Linked DNA regions of Gossypium hirsutum: region 2 is linked to region 1. Evidence: chromatin contacts called from public Hi-C data. All regions are on one chromosome and are shown on one strand. Each heading gives the region's core, a stretch centred on a gene start, on an enhancer-like site or on the middle of the called end of the contact. The rest is flanking DNA. Distances are from core to core; before and after follow the strand shown. Region 1 holds the start of LOC107913584 (probable polygalacturonase). Region 2 holds the start of LOC107913583 (patellin-3).

Region 1 (5,322 bases), core at 1,050-3,549:
ATTATATAATATAATAATAACCTAAATTAATAAAATCTTAAAATAAAAAGAGATAGCTTAATAAATACAATAAGTGTTTTAAAATTTTTGTATTGTGCACCAATGCAAGCTCTCATGTCAAATTTTTCATGCAATCTGTATATTCACTCGTTCCTTAACACATTGGACAATTATTATATCTATATAAAAAAAAAGATCGATTAAGTGTTAAATTAGGTAAAACTCATGTCCAAAATTAATTAAAATAAAAAAAATATATCAATTGAGTGCATTAATAGTTGTGGTAAGTTAAATAGTAAAGGTAGACATTTGATATCAAACCACTCTAAATCATTTGTGTCAATTTTTCTTAAGCTCTTTATTTTAAAATTTTCAAAAACTAATTCATCCCCTCTTAATATACATTGATTATAGCACATTATATTTAAAAATTAATACTTAATTTAACAAATTTAATACATTAAAATCATAATTAATTGTATCTATTATAAGTGTACACATACATATTCAATTGAACTTTAATCTCAATTATCAAAATACTTTTTATTTTTTAGAATTTAATATTTTTATATAAAATTTCTAGATTTTTTTTTACTTTTATTTAAACTCATAATAAGTGTTGAAGTAATATGTATTTAATTACACTTTAATTATAATTTAAACTATACAATTTGATCAATAAGCAATATCTTATTATGTTATTTTAAATTATTTCTTGATTAAAATTAGATTAATTCTATTATCAGGGAAAAACACAAAAAATAGATATACATGAAAAATGTAGTATACAAAGAGGTGTTATTATAAGAAAGGCCAACATGATCAATTTATTGTATAACTAAAAATAACATTATTATTTAATATATTGATGATCTCGTTCATTTATTTACACTGATTTTGTAGAGATAAAAGAAAAAGTAGAGATTGAAGAATAAAAAGTATGGTATGTACTATGTCCATATTTTAAATATTGTATAAAATACTTTTTTTAAATATTGTAAAATTACTTGATTTATGATTTGAAATTCTTTTATTAGTTATATGAAATCAAAATATTTTATTAAATAATAAAAATATAAACGTGAATATTTACATGCAACACGTGATATAAAAAATAATGTTGATAAAAAGATATAATGTCAAATTTAGCCTTCAATTTTATATCTTTTGTTAATTTGGTCATTTTTTTAAAGTTAAATTTGGCCCTCAACTTTTTAAAAGAGTCGAATTGTTGCTTTTTAAATGGAAATATTGACCAAAATGTTAAATTTTTAAGCATAGCAACCGACATGACAATCTACATGTACTTCCTATTTTTTACTTTTTATAATATTTTTATAATTTTTAAATTATTTGTTAGCATACCATATAAAAAAATATTGTTATATTAGCACGAAGTATACATAAATTATTACATAAATTATTACGCCAATATCATGAAAAAATTTAATATTTTAGAAAATATTTCTATTTAAAAAAGAGAGATGACTTTTTTTTGTTACTCGTCTCTAAGGGAAGTCGTTATTGTTTGCCTTTTGAAGCTGGCATGGAATGCCTACATCCATTATATCCATGCTATTTGGTGTGAAAAGAATGGAATGTTTTTTGGGAGAGCTCATGGCAGATACACTGCCTTTAAAGATTAAAGAAACAATTAAGATTAGACTGATGGGTAAGTGATACTGTAAATATTTAGTCTTTGTTCTAATTGGGTATTTTGAATTATAGTGATTAGGTTGAATTTGTATAGCATTTGATTTTGGTTGTTTTGTTGTTTTTTTAGCAGCTTTTAAGTAATAAAATTGCAATTTTTATCCAAAAATAAATTGATATTATGTTTAGAGACATTCCATTAATGATTTAATGGATGTGATAAAAAATTCATTGTAATAAAAAAATTGGATCTAAATAAAATAAAATAAAATAAAAACAGCTTAATGATTCAATCATCAACCGTGTAATTTACCTGGATTAATCATACCTTGGTGGAGGCGACGAATCAATCCTAAAATTCCTACCCTACGTGTACGATCATGATTTAATGATGAAAGCTCACACAAAACCTTATATGCACCGAAAACACACACCCAATTTAATTTAATTTAATTTTAATTGTTTATATTATACAAAAAAGGAAAGCAACCTTTGGACGAATTCCCGCGAGGAGCGGTATCGGTTGGGTCACATACCTTCTTTAACGGACACGAGACTCTAAGAATAACACTCAAGACAAAAGTGTATGTGGCTGCTATCTATCGTATTGCCCACATATATCACATACATTCCCTCTTCATGTTAGTTCGTGATTGGAACTCCTTTTCCCACGAAACCTGATTCCAATATATATATTTTTATTTATATTTTAAGGAGCCTTTGCTAAAACGCGGCTAATGGCTATATACGCCGAGGCCGGCATTTAGCTTTGTCATCCTTCGCCATTCTTCTTTTTCTCACGTATGCAGGAAACCAGCCCACTGTTTTATTCTTTCTTTTTATAACTATTTTTTCTTCATGCATGTAAATCCTATCAAAATCTAATTCCATTAACATTTTTTTAATATTTAAATTTTTTTTATAAATTTTGGTGATGCATGAAAGGTAAAGATTTCTTTACTTAAAGATTATCTATATCATCTGTGTTTTTCAATCAATATCTTTAATTTTGTTAATTAGAGCAATAAAAATTCAATTTTTTTCTTTCTTCTTTTTCAACAAAAAATGGAACCTGAGAGACCAAATTATGGTGCGATAATGGTTCACTTGAAAAAACCGTATTGGGTTTTCCTTATTCTTCTCTTTACATTCGTAGCTGTTCTCACTTTTCAAATCTCCACAAAAGATATCCTTCCTTTCCAATTCTTTGGCGTTACTGGATCACGTAAAACCAGCGTCACATCCGGCTCCGAACCCGTCCCCGACCCCGGAAGTTGCGCCGGGTTGTTGGGAGAGTTTCCTGAGAGAAAACATGTTATGTCGATAAAGGAATTCGGAGGAGTTGGCGATGGGAAAACCTCAAATACGGCTGCATTTTGGAAGGCGATAGTTCACATGCAACGTTTAAGTAACAAAGGCGGGGGTCAGCTTAATGTGCCCAAAGGAAAGTGGTTAACAGGAAGCTTTAATCTCACCAGTAATTTCACTTTGTTTCTTGAAGACGGTGCAGTTATTTTAGGTTCTCAGGTCAGCAATGCTCCGTTTTCACTATAACATATATATTTGATTTGATGGGTTCATTTTGGCTTCTCCAGAATTGAAGTTGGATGATTGTAGATTGTTGATTTGAACATGATACCTCCTAGTTGAAAGCTTAAATTTCTTTTTTTTTTTTTAAATCAATTTGAAAACTTAAGTTTTAAATGCATTGCTTCATGCTTTATCATCTCTGTTTGTTTGTCCGTTTCAAGTTGTTTAATTTTTTTGGTTTTGCATTTGAATTTGAAGAATTAAGTTGGACGATTAATGTGTGTCAAATATAATTTTATTTCGTAGTTTATGTTGTAGAAGAGAAAATAGAGTGGGTTACTTCGTTTATCCTGCATGAATTGTTTCTTCATTTTTTTTACCCAAATTCAAGATGTTTCTTCATTTTTCTTACCCAAATTCAAGATTTTGCTTAAGGAACATTGAGCTTCTTACCACACAACCCTCGAACCTTGGTGGTTACTCTCAGTACTTAGCTTTTCTCAAAGAATTCTTTCCCTTTTCAGGCGAAAAATAGGGATTAAAAGAACCTTGTGATAGGTGAAAGAAAGAGCAACTTTATGAATAGAAAGTGGTGCAAAGTTCAAATAGAATTTAGAAACATAGCTAGGTTTTCTCACTTTGTGTATGTCATGCTTTGAATTTGTTGTTTCTCATAGCCTTTTTTCTTTAGAAGAGAAACAAAGTTGGGTGGTGTCGATGTGCAACTTTAACTAAAGGACCCCCCCCCCAAAAAAAAAAGCATATTTTGTTCTCATTTCAGTTCAAATTTAAAGCAACAAATTTAGGTGATTTGTTTGTAAAAATTGAAACTAGATATAGGGAATCTGGTGTAAATAGGGGATCGATATTCTTTGTAAAATTGAGGAGATTGACCGTGGTGATAAAAGGTATTAGTACTGTGAATTTTGGGAACTATTGTCAGCTGACTTTATCCTTTTGAATCACGTAGAATGGCATTATCACATTAGCTGTACCAGGAAACTATAAAAAGAGCGTTCATCCCTTATGTTTGGTGTATTGAAGGAACACAAAATTGTTCTTTGAGGGCAAAACAAATTTTTTTGGAACATTAATTTGTTCTCACTTAGAAGACTTGGTTTTCTGACGGAATTCATTGAGTGTATGAGATTAAGGCTGCCAAAAATCCTTAGATTGGTTGAGCTTAAATTAGCGCTTGTACTGTGACTCATTTAGTGAATTTATCTCCGGGCAAATCTTTGCAAATGTAAGTTATTATTGAATTGCGTAAACATCTTTGGTATTCTAGTATTTCTGTTAGAAGTAGACTGTTTCACATAGTATCGCAACATTCTAGTGCAACAACGTAACAACCAGAACCTTTCAAGTTGTTTACTAAAATAGGCAAACAATTGCTGTCTAATTATTTTGGTCACCTGGAAACTGTTAATGCATTTCTTTATTTATTTAAATTAGTTGCTGAAGTCTGCTGATCTTTTAATATTTTGTTTATGAGTAATAGGATCCAAAGGAATGGCCTGTTGTAGAACCATTGCCTTCTTATGGTAGAGGGAGAGAGAGACTGGGAGGAAGACACATAAGCCTTATTCATGGAGATGGCCTTACCAATGTAGTCATTACAGGTAATTTTATCAATTTTTTAAATAACATATTTGGAGACATAGTTATGGTACTTTGATGATTAATAATGAAATTGGAAAGAAGAGTTGCTTTAACTTGCACACACATGCACGCACACATGTATGCATAAATCAAAAGTTATAATGGCAGCCAGCCATGTGTTACATTTTGCTTTTCTCAAATTAGATTTAATTGACTTGACTAGGGCTCATGGATTATAACAAAATGAATGCTTTCCCATGCTTGCTGGGTAGAATTTTAAAAAGCATCTAAATTGACACTTTGATAAGCTATTTCTACCTGATTTTAACTAGTAGTTGGGTTTATTTAAAAGCAGTGAAACAGCTAGATGTCTTTAGTTCCACAGAGCAGCTAGCTGCCATTGTCATCCATTACTAACTTGTCTGTGAAGCATTTCTACCTTCTCTAAAGATTGATCAAGTATGTGTGATGAAGAGTTTTAATGTTGTAGGACAGAACGGGACAATTGATGGTCAAGGTGGGATGTGGTGGGATTTA
Region 2 (5,322 bases), core at 1,104-3,603, 160 kb before region 1:
AATAATAAACTCTCACCTGCCAATGCTGGCCATGCATTTATAAGTGTTAATATTAATTCTACTTGAACGAATGAATAAACATTTGTACAAGACATTCTTAACATAGAATCAAGAATCACATGTCAAAGTTTCATAATTATTCTAGCAAAAACAGAATTAAATCATAATCATTAAATTAAAAAGACAAAGATAAGTTGCAATCATGTTCATCAACACAATAACAAAATAATGAATAAGAGAAAAGGAAGATGGAATATCGAGAGGGGTTATCCATGGCTAGTACACAATAAGAAGAGATAACAACCGAATTCAGTGGTTCTTCGCAACTTTTTCTTGCTTGCTTCTCACGATAGTTATCCTCCTCTTCTAGGCATCACTCTCACCTAAATGCTATCAAGCTATTGCTTACTTGTTGCTCTCAATTTTCGGTAAGGGTTTAGCTTATTGCTTGTGCTATTTCCTCTCAAATGCTTGCCTCTATTTATACGAGTGAGTCCCTAACATCCCTTGCTATTTTTGGCATCAATTTCCCCTTGATTTTCTCCATGTTGTGTTGACCCCTTGATCTCCACAAAGCTGATTTGGTTATTCCTAAATTCAAGGCATGTGGTTGAGGTAGCTAAAGAAAAAGTCCTTGGTCGGTTTTGAGCATGTGGTGGATGGTTTGAGCTTCCTTCTCTTCTAGTGATCGATTTGGGCTCTTTTGGGTTGTCTAAGCTTGTTGATCCACTCCGTAGTTGGGTTGAGATGAATTTTGAAGTCCAAAAAAGCTAGATTGGACATCCAAATCTGTACATTCCCAAGCCCAATCTTTTAGTCCTATGTTGCGACTCTTTTTGTGCATTGCTATGACATTTGCATTAACATGCGAACTTCTGCTTTCTTTTCCCACTGAGTCTAATTACCCCCTCAAAAAGATTAAAAACCATGCGTTTAACATAATAATTAGTTAAAATAACACATTTTTATAGTATTTCTTATTATACATAATTATGAATAGAAATTATAAAAAGTGTTATCAACTACTAAGAATTTGCATAATTTATATGTTAAAAAGTGTTAAAGATAACTTTATATTCTAGAGTTATCAACATTCGAGACTTGATGAAGATAATGGAGTCAAACGAGAAAAAGATGCAAATATTAGAGGAGAATAAAAAAAAAGATGATGGAAACTATCTCCCAACTCACACCTTTTCCAAACGACATTCCTTCTCACATGTAGCTAGTAGGAAACTCTTCCACTGGAGCCACTCCTATCCAAAATGGAAACGGAGAAAATACATTCGATGTTTCTAATCCTGTGCTTCCTGTGACAACTGGCATAACCAAAACCATAAACACCAACACACCTGCCACCCACACTTTGACTGCTTCCATAGGAAAAAAATATCATCGCAACCTCCCAACTTGGATTATCCTCCTTGGTGGCACAACCCACTGAAAACCTAGGGTTTTGTCACCAAAAAAGAACTTCAAAGGTTGTTAGAATAAAAAAAAAACAAAAGCCTTAGTTTCTCCGAATTTGATCTCAAACTGTCATACCCTGCTAGGGTAACTACCAAATCAGACCCCAAGGACTACACCAGTCCTAATTTTAAGCAATTCAATGGCAAGTATGGTGATTCACATGAGCATTTGATAAAATTCGCAGAGACGTTAGGAGTTGTTAGGTTGGATGACGATTTAATGTTAAGAGAATTTTCTAAGTCTTTAACAGAGAAGGCATATACTGTTAGAGTATGCCCAAAGATCAATCATGAGATAATTATAATAACATATTTGTTTTACCTCGTTTATTAATATAAGGCATTGACATTATTATTTCAATTTCTTTTCTAGGTATATAAATAAACTGTTTTATAATAATATCCTGAAAATAATATGATTATTCTTAAAAGGTCTTTAGTCAAGTATTATTGTGGGCTTGGACAACAATAATGCATTAAGACTAACATGTAGTTGATTGATGACAAAGTGTTGTTATTGACATAAAGATATTAAAATTAATACATGAATTTATTTAAATAAACGAGTATCAAATCGAATATATTTTTTCACAAAAAAAATTGAATTTATTTAAATAATGATGAAATTAAAATTACCTAGGCAAACATTACAAATGAAATTCAATTTTGTATGTCAACATTGATGAGAATAGATTCGAGCTGACATATTATGTTATTTGTATCTTTTTAAATAATTTATTGTCAAATAAATATCAAAATATCATGTTGAATTTTACTTTTTTTTAACTAAAATTTAAAATGAAAATGTTAAAATAACATTAAATTAGTAAAGAAAATATTATTTTCAAAGATATTTCAATTTCATACCATCTCAAAAGTGAATGATTGTATTAGTAGGTCACACCTCCCACATTGGATCAGCTACGCAGAAGAATATGACAGACACAAAGATGCAGAGGATCCTAGGTGTCCATTTTCCAACGCATCAACGGTTCATTTTCTGCCCAATGGTAGACCCCACCCAAACCAAACCCTCAACTGCGCCCATCCATCATTTCTATCAATGTAACGCTAACTCCCGTTGGGTCGTAAAACAGGTGATAGACAGACGTGGTGGGTCCCCTAATTTAGACTTAATCCCAACTGGCTCCCTTATATGGATGATTATCACAACTTGTTTTCCTCCGAACTCCAACCCCACTCCTCTCTTTAAAAACTGTCTCCCCCCGCCCACCCTTTGAACTCTCCAATAAACCCACTTTCCCCATTTGTATTCCTATTGGTATCATTGTTAGCTATGGCTGACCAAACAAAGAACCCTGCCTATGTTGACCAGGTGGTACTTGCCCCTGACGTCCCACAGCAACCACCTGCTGCAGCAGTTGTGAAAGAACCACCTCAAGCTGAAACTGATGAAGAATCCGTAAATCAGAAGCCGGTCGAGAAGGCTTTAATGGAAGAGCATTTGTCAAAACACAGGTGTGATGATCAGGAAAATGTTCTTCAGTCGGGTTCTTTCAAGGAAGAGAGCACAAGGGTGGTTGATCTTCTTGATAATGAAAAGAAAGCGTTACAACAACTTAAGCAACTTGTTCAAGAAGCGCTTAACAAGCATGAGTTTGGCGGGCAACAACCAGAAGTGCCTAAAGAGGATGATGAGAAAGAATCCTCCAACGAGGAGGCAAAGGACGAAGCGGTTATTGATGATGAACCACCAAAACCAGAAACAGTAGCCGAAACTAATGATGCACCGGTAAAGGAAGATAGTATCAATCTGGTTGAAACGGAGGTCATTGAAGACAAGGTTGCTACTGCAGCTGCTGGCTCTGACACCGTGGAAGACGATGGTGCCAAGACTGTAGAAGCCATTGAAGAGAGCATTGTCTCAGTCCCTTCTTCTTCAGCTCAACCTGCAGCAGAGGCAGAGGCTTATGTGGAATCGGAAGACGAACGAAAAGGTGGTAAAGTAGAGGACAAGGTGGTGCCACCCGAGGAGATATCCATACGGGGCGTACCGCTTCTTGCAGATGAAAGGAGCGATGTCATTCTCCTCAAATTTCTAAGAGCCAGAGATTTCAAGGTGAAAGAGGCGTTTGTGATGCTGAAAAACACTATTCTTTGGAGAAAGGAGTTCGGGATTGATGAGCTGGTTGAACAAGATCTGGGTGATGATTTGAGTAAGGTGGTATTTATGCATGGTTTTGACAAGGAAGGACATCCGGTGTGCTATAATGTGTTCGGGGAGTTCCGAAACAAGGAGCTTTACGAGAAAAAAATTTCGGATGAAGAGAAGAGGCAAAATTTCCTCAGATGGAGAATCCAATTCCTGGAAAAGAGTATTCGGAAACTAGATTTTAGGCCCGGTGGAATTTGTACTATTGTTCAAGTCAATGACTTAAAGAATTCCCCAGGACCAGCCAAGTGGGTGCTTAGACAAGCTACCAAACAGGCTCTTCATTTGCTCCAGGACAACTATCCAGAATTTGTTGCCAGACAGGTATTGATTACTATGTTTAGTGTTTTTCTTTTACCAAACAGGAGGCAACTTGGATCTTGCCTATGTTCTGAATGATTGACGTTTTGGCTGGTTTTTTAGGTGTTCATCAATGTTCCTTGGTGGTACCTTGCTGTCAATAAGATGATAAATCCATTTTTGACCCAAAGAACTAAAAGCAAGTTTGTCTTTGCTGGCCCTTCCAAATCAGCGGACACCCTTTTCAGGTTGTTGTCTAAATCAAGTAGAGTTTCTTCAGTACTCCTTCCATGGTTCTACGTTTCCGTTATATATAAGAAACAAATATGTTTTGTACATTTAGGTACATCACTGCTGAACAAGTACCGGTCAAATATGGAGGACTGAGCAAAGGCAGTGAATTCGCCACCACCGAAATTGTTACCGAGATAACTGTTAAACCAGCGGCAAAACACACAGTAGAGTTTCCAGTTACTGAGGTAGATCGCTTTTCCTTGGTCTCTTCGTTCGGTCAATGGGATCCTATGTACAACGCTTGGGGTTTCGGGTAGTACTAGTTGTATAATTATTTAATTAATAGGGGTATCCTTTGCACCCTTTTTCTTTGGTATTGGCTGGCTAAGACTTGGATGAGATTGTTGGTGCAGGCATGCCTTGTGAGATGGGAGGTGAGAGTTATTGGATGGGGTGTGAACTATGGTGCTGATTTCGTACCCAGTGGTGAAAACAGCTATGCAGTTATAATCCAAAAGGCTAGGAAGGTTGCTGCCTCTACCGAGGAACCGGTGGTGTGCGACAATTTCAAGGTTGGCGAGGCTGGCAAAGTTGTTCTCACTATCCACAATCCCTCCTCCAAAAAGAAGAAGCTCCCACCCTACTACATCTCACTAGTTTTATTCAAGGAAATGGATATCACACAAGGCATTCACATATATAACCATCTTTCTAGTTGTCTTGCCATTACTTCCGATTTTCCAAGTTGTTTATTATATGTAATTTTGGGGGTTTGTTCATACAATATGTTCCTTTCTTTTTTTGTCCTAGTAAATTTCAAACGGTGGTTTCGTGGATTCTCACGGATGCACGTGCATGGATATTATTTTTGTGCTCGTTAAATTTCATCGTACATCATTGGGTTTTGCCATCTTTGATTTTCAAGGAAGAAGTTTTTGTATCTTCAATTCATCGGTTCTAGAATTATTCTTAGCTACATTAATGTTTTCTTAATAGTTTGTACTCTAAAAAATTAGTAAAAGGTAAAGGTTTAAATATAACAAATGTCTTTCTACTCTTTAAAATTTTGAATTTTAGTTTTAAGACAGTGACTTCTTGGTAGAATTTTAGAAATATGTTAAAAAAATATTTAAGAAATTATGCAGT

The links. A called contact is a pair of places that touch in the nucleus more often than the background predicts.
Region 2: a Hi-C map of leaf shows a contact between it and region 1, with 1.7 times the contacts expected there. The contact joins the promoter of LOC107913583 here to the promoter of LOC107913584 in region 1. A contact is called at or near these places in 11 of 34 Hi-C or Micro-C datasets (anther, callus, hypocotyl and 2 more).

Annotation. Positions count from the first base shown.
Region 1 is chrD11:47,191,134-47,196,455 of Gossypium_hirsutum_v2.1, reverse strand. LOC107913584 (probable polygalacturonase) reads left to right here and starts at 2,299. Exons shown (of 5, transcript XM_016842217.2): 1 at 2,299-3,180; 2 at 4,685-4,805; 3 at 5,276-5,322. The coding sequence starts at 2,719.
Region 2 is chrD11:47,352,192-47,357,513 of Gossypium_hirsutum_v2.1, reverse strand. LOC107913583 (patellin-3) reads left to right here and starts at 2,353. Exons shown (of 4, transcript XM_016842216.2): 1 at 2,353-3,966; 2 at 4,066-4,190; 3 at 4,286-4,421; 4 at 4,590-5,123. The coding sequence starts at 2,767. The coding sequence ends at 5,057.